3 separate regions of the Sus scrofa genome follow, and regions 1 and 2 are each linked to region 3. The links are chromatin contacts, called in public HiChIP or PLAC-seq maps. All regions are on one chromosome and are shown on one strand. The core of a region is the stretch at or near the end of the contact, and the rest is flanking DNA. Distances in the headings are between cores, read along the strand shown.

What was found. HiChIP or PLAC-seq counts read pairs in DNA pulled down with a chosen protein or histone mark.
Region 1: a contact with region 3 is called in an H3K27ac HiChIP or PLAC-seq map of alveolar macrophages. The contact joins two enhancer-like sites. A contact is called at or near these places in 1 of 47 Hi-C or Micro-C datasets (embryonic fibroblasts) and 1 of 2 datasets of contacts at active chromatin or transcription factors (alveolar macrophages).
Region 2: an H3K27ac HiChIP or PLAC-seq map of alveolar macrophages shows a contact between it and region 3. The contact joins two enhancer-like sites. A contact is called at or near these places in 1 of 47 Hi-C or Micro-C datasets (fetal heart ventricle) and 1 of 2 datasets of contacts at active chromatin or transcription factors (alveolar macrophages).

What each region holds. Positions count from the first base shown.
Region 1 is chr9:120,142,764-120,145,463 of Sscrofa11.1, reverse strand. RASAL2 (ras GTPase-activating protein nGAP) reads right to left here. Exons shown (of 18, transcript XM_021063720.1): 3 at 1,276-1,400. Among named protein-coding and RNA genes, the nearest start is that of RASAL2, 200 kb to the right of the region's middle. Within about 2 kb of position 1,318, at least 5 of the 83 cell types and tissues checked have an H3K27ac peak or open chromatin away from gene starts, as enhancers often do. A contact at or near this core is called in alveolar macrophages, where this site is marked.
Region 2 is chr9:120,110,231-120,112,930 of Sscrofa11.1, reverse strand. All of the region lies in intron 1 of RASAL2 (ras GTPase-activating protein nGAP), which reads right to left. Among named protein-coding and RNA genes, the nearest start is that of RASAL2, 170 kb to the right of the region's middle. Within about 2 kb of position 1,295, at least 13 of the 83 cell types and tissues checked have an H3K27ac peak or open chromatin away from gene starts, as enhancers often do. A contact at or near this core is called in alveolar macrophages, where this site is marked.
Region 3 is chr9:119,918,673-119,921,372 of Sscrofa11.1, reverse strand. No RefSeq gene overlaps it. Among named protein-coding and RNA genes, the nearest start is that of RASAL2, 21 kb to the left of the region's middle. Within about 2 kb of position 1,357, at least 14 of the 83 cell types and tissues checked have an H3K27ac peak or open chromatin away from gene starts, as enhancers often do. A contact at or near this core is called in alveolar macrophages, where this site is marked.

The sequences.
Region 1 (2,700 bases), core at 69-2,568, 220 kb before region 3:
AGGGATCAAAGCGTGAGCAGTCAAAGGAACCTGAAGAAGTGACAAAGATAGTCACCAACATCACACTGCAAATAATGATAACAAAGGAGTTGAAAGAAAGTGATTCCAACCCAGTCCAATCCATTATAACTAATAGGCGAAATACAAACAGGCTCTTAAATGGTTACGGCCAGACAGGCTTGCAATATAATTTAAGCCCACACCTAAACTGGTTTCAACAGATGCTAAAGAAGTACAATAGGGAAAGGATAAAAGGAAAACTTGACGTTTCCAAGTGTGACTCCTGGCACAGAAGTGTTTGCTAACCTAACTTCCATAATAGCAACAAATGTCAGAGGATAAAATGAGAACTAAAGGACTCAAATTTTGACTAAGAATCTGAGTTCCACTTAGAAAATGAAATGAAAAGAAGAAAAAGGCAAAAACAGACAAAAAGCCAAAAACCTTGATTTTCAAAAATACAACAAAGTCACAGCATCATCCACATTAACTAACATAGAGACAGTCAATTCTTCCCTTTTATCTACCTACTAAATAGCAAACAATAATACCACAAAACACCAAAGAAAACTCGTACTTTTAAAATTCTTTCATTGTTTTATTTAATCTTAATTATGTTCCCTTAAAATTAACCCGATTGCTCTAATTATTTAAATACTGATTAGTAAGCCTGCAAAACACTAAACAGAGTCATTTGGTAGGAAATAGGGAAACAGCCACTTTGATACTGACATGAATTCTTTGTGTAACAATTCCAGTGGGTTTTTTGTTTTTTGGGTGTTTTTTGATGTCTCCCTTCTGTCACCCACTCTAACCACAGTCTTGAATATAACTTAACACGGGCCATATAAAATTAGCTGAGTTAAATTAGCCTGATCTGACATTACATTATACAAGACAACATTAATAGCTGTGTCAGCAGGGCTCAAACCATTTAATACTGTTTCCATCCAAAACAGACCACCTAACACTTTCAAAATTTCAAGCCAAACAGTAAATTCAGAAATAACACACCATCCAACTTGCCTAGGAGTTTAGGGTAACTTCACTTGGGCTCAGACAAATATTTTATCTCCGTAAAATAACTTTGCTGCCTCTTGGTTATAAGGAATAAAACTTTCTAATGACCTCTAACTTTCGGTTAACACACTATATTTTAAAGCATGTACATAACAGTAAATGCCGGGTGTTTTGTTTTATTGCAACACTCAATAACAAGTCTATAAGTTACCAAATAAAAATCAGGCATGTCGTTCCTTTTACACAGTAGCTTACCCAGTTTAGCGGCCCTCTGGTGGGTACTCAGGAAACTGACCCTCGGAGGGGACACTGACAGTTCTCCTCAGGCATCGCCCTTTGGTGGAATCTGTCGGCTGCTCCTGTCCTCCTTCCACAGGTATCTAGTTAAGCAAAGAAGAGATGAAATGTAATCGTGTTATAACTACCTTCTGATTGAATAATGTTTTTAGTTAATGAAGGCAGGCGTCTGTAATCACCAGAGCAAAACAGAAGAAACTAGAGGTAAAGTAAATACGATGGTCAAAGTATCACCAAACCCCTTCCGGAAGCTTTTCTTTAAAAAGAAAACTAAAAGATCAGGATGGGTGAGTATGTAAATTAGCTTAGGTGAGGTATGTACAAATCACAGCCAGCTGTGTTTCTGCTTAGCTCAGAAACAAAACACCCACACAAATAAAATTCTTTAACATCAGAAACTGGCTCACAAGTCCCAATCCTGCCTAATGCTCAATAAGGTGAATGGAAATAAACGTTGACCAGAAAGATTTCACTCCAGAATTCTCTTAAAAGACGGTTTTGTTAGATAAAAGTAGCAAAATCACCCATATTTTCTTTAATTTTAGAAGTAAGCACTTAACGGACAGTTAATAAAATACTATATATACTATCTATCGAAATTTTCAGTCAAAACTTGCATAGATACTTACATAAAATGGCATATTTTCTTCCAAAAGTGAGACTGGTTTTTGAAATCCTAAAAAAAATTTTTTTTCTATTTATGTGGAATAAGAACCATGAATGCTACAAAAGATCTCTTTCTAATGCCACTATTTCACAACTTACGTACTGCCTTTCATTGTATCATTGTAGAGTAATGAGATATTTCCATGTTCTTTTTTTTTTTTTTTTTTTTTTCTAAAAGACCCATCATCTTAGTTTGGAGATAGAGGGCAAAGACTTTTCATAAAGAGATTTCACTAGTAACCTTTAGCAGAATTAAGAATAGTATTGGTAACATCTTAAACAGTTGGACAAAATATGTCAGGAATTATGTTACTAAGGCTGTTGCTCCAGAATCATACCCCTGCCCCTCCCTCAACTGGAGACTAATTGCCCTTATCTGGGTTTCAGGCTCAATTACAAAAAGAGGAAGCTGCAAAGGGAAAAACCAGACTGGTTGAAACCAACTAGACCCAAGATGGTGGAAGACCTGACCTCCAGGAGACCTTGAGCCTCATTACACATTCATTGTAATATATTAGCATGCTAAATGACACACCCACCAGTACCCTGACAGTTGACAATTGCCGTGACAACAGCTGGAAAAGTCCACACAATGACTGAAAGGGGGTGTTGCCCCAGTTCTGAGTCTAAACCACACCCCTGCTCTCAGGTAAGTCATAAATTTCCTCCCTCTCATCACTCAATTTTCTCCCTTTCACCTCGATCCTTCTAAAATAT
Region 2 (2,700 bases), core at 46-2,545, 190 kb before region 3:
AAGAACCTGACTGCAGTGACACGAGTTGCTGCAGAGGTGCAGGTTCAATCCTTGGCCTGGTGCAGTGGGTTAAAGGATCTGGTGTTGCTGCAACCGTGGCATAGTTTGCCGCCGTAGCTCAGATTCAATCCCTGGCCTGGAAACTTCCATATGCTACAGGTGCAGCCCTTAAAAAAAAAAAAAGAAAGAAAGAAAGAAAGCTTCCAGTTTTTCTATTTATAAATTGAATGACCTTGAACAAATTTACTCAACCTAAGTAAACCTCAATTTATTCATCTTTAAAATAGGGATGACAAAAATAATTCTCTTAGGGACTTGTGTGAGATTCAAAACAGTTAAAACACATCAAGTGCTTCGCACATACCAAGCACACAAAAAACGTTTGTTAGCATTACTATTAACCACTTTGGAATTAAAAAGGTGGGTGAAATCACTATACAGTCCCACTTTGAACAAATCTAACGCATATGAAACATGAATTTAGCTGTACAGTGAGATAACTATATTCAAATTTGCCATTTACTATTTCCATGAGTTTGGGGCAATGATTTATTCTCTCTGAAACTCCTTTTCTCAATTATAAAAGGGAATAAGAGCATGGTGTTGTGTGTGTGTGTGTGTGTGTGTGTGTGTGTGTGTTTGTGAGTGTGTTGAGAGAGAATTTTAAAAATAGATTAAAAGTGGAAGATAGTTCCAAACAGTGTTGGAAACCATCTAAGTCTATCTATATTTTCATATGGCTATGTGCAAATGCATGAATTATTTTAAAATATGGAGGCAAATAGTAGAAAAAGCTATAGGAGCTGAAAGTGGATGCCTGCACAGCCAGAAACTGGCTGAAGCAATGCGTAGGGAAGCTAACTGCTCTTCTGCATTTCAATCCTGTGGCACACACTTGCAACTATGTATATCTACTACTTTGATTTAAGATTAAATTTTAAAATTATTCACTTTAAAAATATATAGCTAGGACCCAACAAATCAGAAAAGGGTTAAAGGCAAGCTCCAAACCTAAGCCAATCAATATCAAGCTGAGGGACAAAAAAGAAAACAACGTTTAAAGCACTTAAATATATCCATAATTTAACTCCTCTATCATGGTACAGAGTGTAGGTGGCATGGAAATGCTAACTTTGAGCCCACATATGCTTAACTTCCTCTATTATTAGTTAGTGAACCACCTGTTACTAATGAACAACCTATTTTTAACTAGTTCAAGTCTACTTAAAGACCCTAGGAATCAGAAAAGAAATGCTGGCTATAAGACACATATAATATACATGGCATTTGCAACATCAGGTTGAAACTTACGCTTCTCATATGACTCTCTAAGGTTTCAATTTCCCCAGAAGAAAATACAGTACTTCAATATACTGGAAGGTGATACTAATTCACAGTCCCTGGTACTTACAGGTTCTTACACAGAGCTGCTTAATATAACTCACTTTTGGTTTTCAGTACATATGAATTGTTCACAAAGATCTTTGAGGGGCTCCCTGGTGGCCTAGCAGTTAAGGAGCCAGCACTGTCATTGCTGTGGCTTGCCCTGGGAACTTCTGCATGCCAGTGGGCATGGCAAAAAAAAAAAAAAAAAAAAAAAAAAACACTTTGGAAAGAGACTCAGATCAAAGAATTTGGTAGTGAGGCTCAGAGCCATGACAGGACCGATGGCCCCATCCTGGTTTATCTGAAAAAGCTGAGAACAATTTCTCAATTGCTGGCACAGAGAAGAAATTCTGGTTCAGCAAATACTAGCTCTCATTATTATCACTGTTGCTGAGAGGCACACTGGTCAAGAGGTTAAGAGCACAATCTCTGAGTAAGGCTCCCTGAAAAGGAATCCCCACTGCTTACCAGCTCTAGTCCCATACTTAACCTCTCAGTCACCCAGTTTTCTCCACTTTCAAAATGGACCGATGGTTTCTACGTCACAGCAATGTGGTGAGGATTAAAGAAGAACTGTCAAGCATTTAGACAGTGCTTGGCATATTGCAAGACTTCAATAAATGTTAGCTCTTGTTTTTCTTTTTACATCACATATCTGAAGAAATGGATTTGTTTCTTATTCTAATTCAAAACTACTTATGTTAAAACATTGAAATAAAAAGAGGAAAAAATCAATTTAAACTGCGAATGATACTCAGGATTATGTAATGTATACAAATAAATTTTTCTTGGAAATATCTAGGAAAAACCTAATCTACACATGTTAGCGCTAACAAAAGGCAACTTCCATCTGTTACCATTAGACAGGTTCTAGTAGATCACTGTGCCATGCATGAGTCAACACATTATTCTTGAGGTAAACTTGACAAAGGAAGAGCCAATAATCCTATAGCCGTTTTGATACAGAAACAATTATAAGCTGAAAAGAATAAAGGGAAGAAACATTCTTTTTCTTAGACTGGTTTGGTCAACTAATGTACATCATTTAAGTCAGCCTGCCATTACTTCCCAGATTTAAAGAGAAGAAAAAAGAAAATCTTATAATGGCACTTTTAAAATCTAACCAGTTAGTTAAAATACTCTCAGCTCTATAAGCCTCTTTCCACTGCACAGCTGATGGCTAAACCTGAGAAGAGCAATTAATCCTCATCTGTTTCTCTATGTCTTTCAATGAGTACAAAAACACATATATACTTCTCAAAAGCAATCACAAATATGTAAAACAATCACAAATTCAGTAGGTGATTTTTTTTT
Region 3 (2,700 bases), core at 108-2,607:
TCAATCAAATGGCTCTTTGGTAAATACAACTCTGTACAGGCTTCGCTGGGTTGTCAATGAGAGTAACAAAGAAAGTAACAAAAACATAATGTGTACCTTTCTAAATGACTACACCAATTCTTTAGCTTCTTGAATGTAGAAATGTACCTTTTTCTCCAATGAGAAAAATTAATAATTATAACCAACATTTACTGAATACCTACTCACACTTGGCTCTGTGCTGAATTTATAGAAACAGACATTGAGATCATGGATTTAGTACCAGGTTTAGAGGGTTCAAATCTTGGCTTTACCACCTAATAGTTATTGCCTTTACCCAGTTACCTAATCTCTCTGGGCCTTAATTTTCTCATCGGAAAGACTTCACAGTGTCTCATAAATAAACATATAGTAAGATTAGTTATTATTATGAAGCTGGAGTATGTTTAACTACTATGCTGGATAATGAGGGAGTTTCCTAAGTACACCTACCCATTAATAAGACCAGGTCTCCTTCTTTGGGGCTCATGGCAAGATGGGGGTCACGCACACAGGGTAAGCAGGAAGGAGCCAAGTCTAAGAGCTGGGTGGCCACCACTCCTCCTGGAAGGCCCTGGAAAATAAGGGGAAGTCTGCTGTACAAGAGAAGTCCTCGAATGATGCCAAAGGGAAGTTGAGCTGGCAGAGCCACAGATGCTGATCAAAATTTCAGGGAAGTCAGGTGGCCTGCCCCCACGCATGGCTGGCTGCTCCAACAAACCCATCGCAGTGTCTCTGAGAGCCAGGCTCTGAAGTAACCTGCCGTGGTTCTCACCATTCTCCTTTAGGGCCTGCCCACACTGTATCAGGGTTGATCTATGTAATAGGGCAGAAGTGGTTACATGACAGAGCTAAGATTAAGTGATAAAGGACATTGTAACTTCAGTCTTGCTCTCTCTCTCTTCTCTCTTTCAGATCCCTCATCCTGCGAGAAGTCAAATGCCATGTCTTGAGCAACTGATGGAAAGACTCACAAGGTGGGAAACTGAGGCTTCATGCCGACAGCCATGTAAGTGGCCTTGAAAGTAGACTCTCTAGGAGTCCCCGTTGTGTTCTGTGGGTTAGAACCCGACATAGGGTCCCTGAGGATGTGGATTCCATCCCTGACCTCGCTCAGTGGGTTAAGGATCCGGTGTTGCTGCAGGCTGCAGGGTAGGTCACAGATGCGGCTCAGATCTGGCATTGTTGTGGCCGTGTTGTAGGCTGGCTAGCTCTGGGAGCTAACATATGCCCGTATGCTGGGGGTGTGGCCCTAAAAAGAAAAAAAAAAAGTAGATTCTCCAGCTCCAATCAAGTCTCCAGATGTTGGCAGCCCAGCCAATGGCTTCGCTGCCATCTAGTGAGAAACCCTGAGTGGAAACCACCCAGCTAAGCCACTCCCGGATTCCTGACACTCTGAAACTGTGAAAAAAAATCAATATTTGTGTGTTTCCTTTGACGGCTAAGTTTGGGGGTAAATTGTGACAGAGCAGTAGATAACCAGCCGAGTGTCCAGCCAGAGATAGCTTGCTGAGTTATTCCTTGTTCCTATGGCTTGGTTCTGATAAGTCCTGACTTCTCTGCAGTGACACCCTCCTCCCTGTACACACACACACACACACACACACACACACACACACACACACACACACACACACACACACACACACACTTCTCTCTCAACTCCTTTTCTTTCTCTCCTGGAGTTTTTTCTACTCTTCAGGGAAAGTAAATTGCCTAGAGACCATCCTTCTCTTGCTATTGGTTTCAGTTGTGTTTGACTGCCTGGCATAATTTTTTTTTTTTTTTTTTTGGTCTTTTTAGGGCTGCACATGCAGCATATGAAAGTTCCCGGGCTAGGGGTTGAATCAGAGCTGTGGCTGCCAGCCAACGCCACAGCCACAGCAATGCCAGATCCTACACTACAGCTTGTGGCAATGCCAGATCCTTTAACTCACTGAGCAAGGCCAGGGATGAACCGCATCCTTACGGATACTAGTCGGATTCTTAACCTCCTGAGCCACAACCAGGCATAAACTCCATGGCATAAACTTCTTAATGAGTTTGGGGATCCCCAGTGAGGAAGACACCTTTTTCTCCATTTTTCTCCTGTGTCCCCCCTCCTCCACTCTGCTTCAAGAAGTAGACCCCAAGCAACAGTTTCAGGAAGGGAATTCACTAATAACAGAAAAGTTAATATATCTAAAATATTATCCCCCCAAATGCATTATCTTCTTTAACAACCCTATGAGATAAGTGTTCTTATTATCCCTACTTTAGAGACAAAAGGTAATCTTGCTTTGGATCACGTAGCTGGTAGGTGGCTTAATCAGGACCGAACCTCAAGTTTGACTGACTTCAGGAGTTCCTGTTGTGGCTCAGCGGGTTAAGAATCCAACATAGTGTCCCAGAGGACTCGGGTTTGATCCATGGCCTTGCTCAGTGGGTTAAGGATCCATTGTTTCGGTGGCTGTGGTGTAGGCTGGCAGCTATAGCTCTGATTTGACCCCTAGCCTGGGAACTTCCCTATACCACAGGTATAGCTGTAAAAAGAAAAAAATATATGTAAACAAAGTTTAACTGATTCCAGAGCCTGTGCTTGTAACTTTTAGGCAATACCACCTCCTTCTACCAGTTGCTCCAATGCCATGATATTGGGATCTAATGAAAAGATGAGCTTTGTGGAATCTGCATGTTCCACAA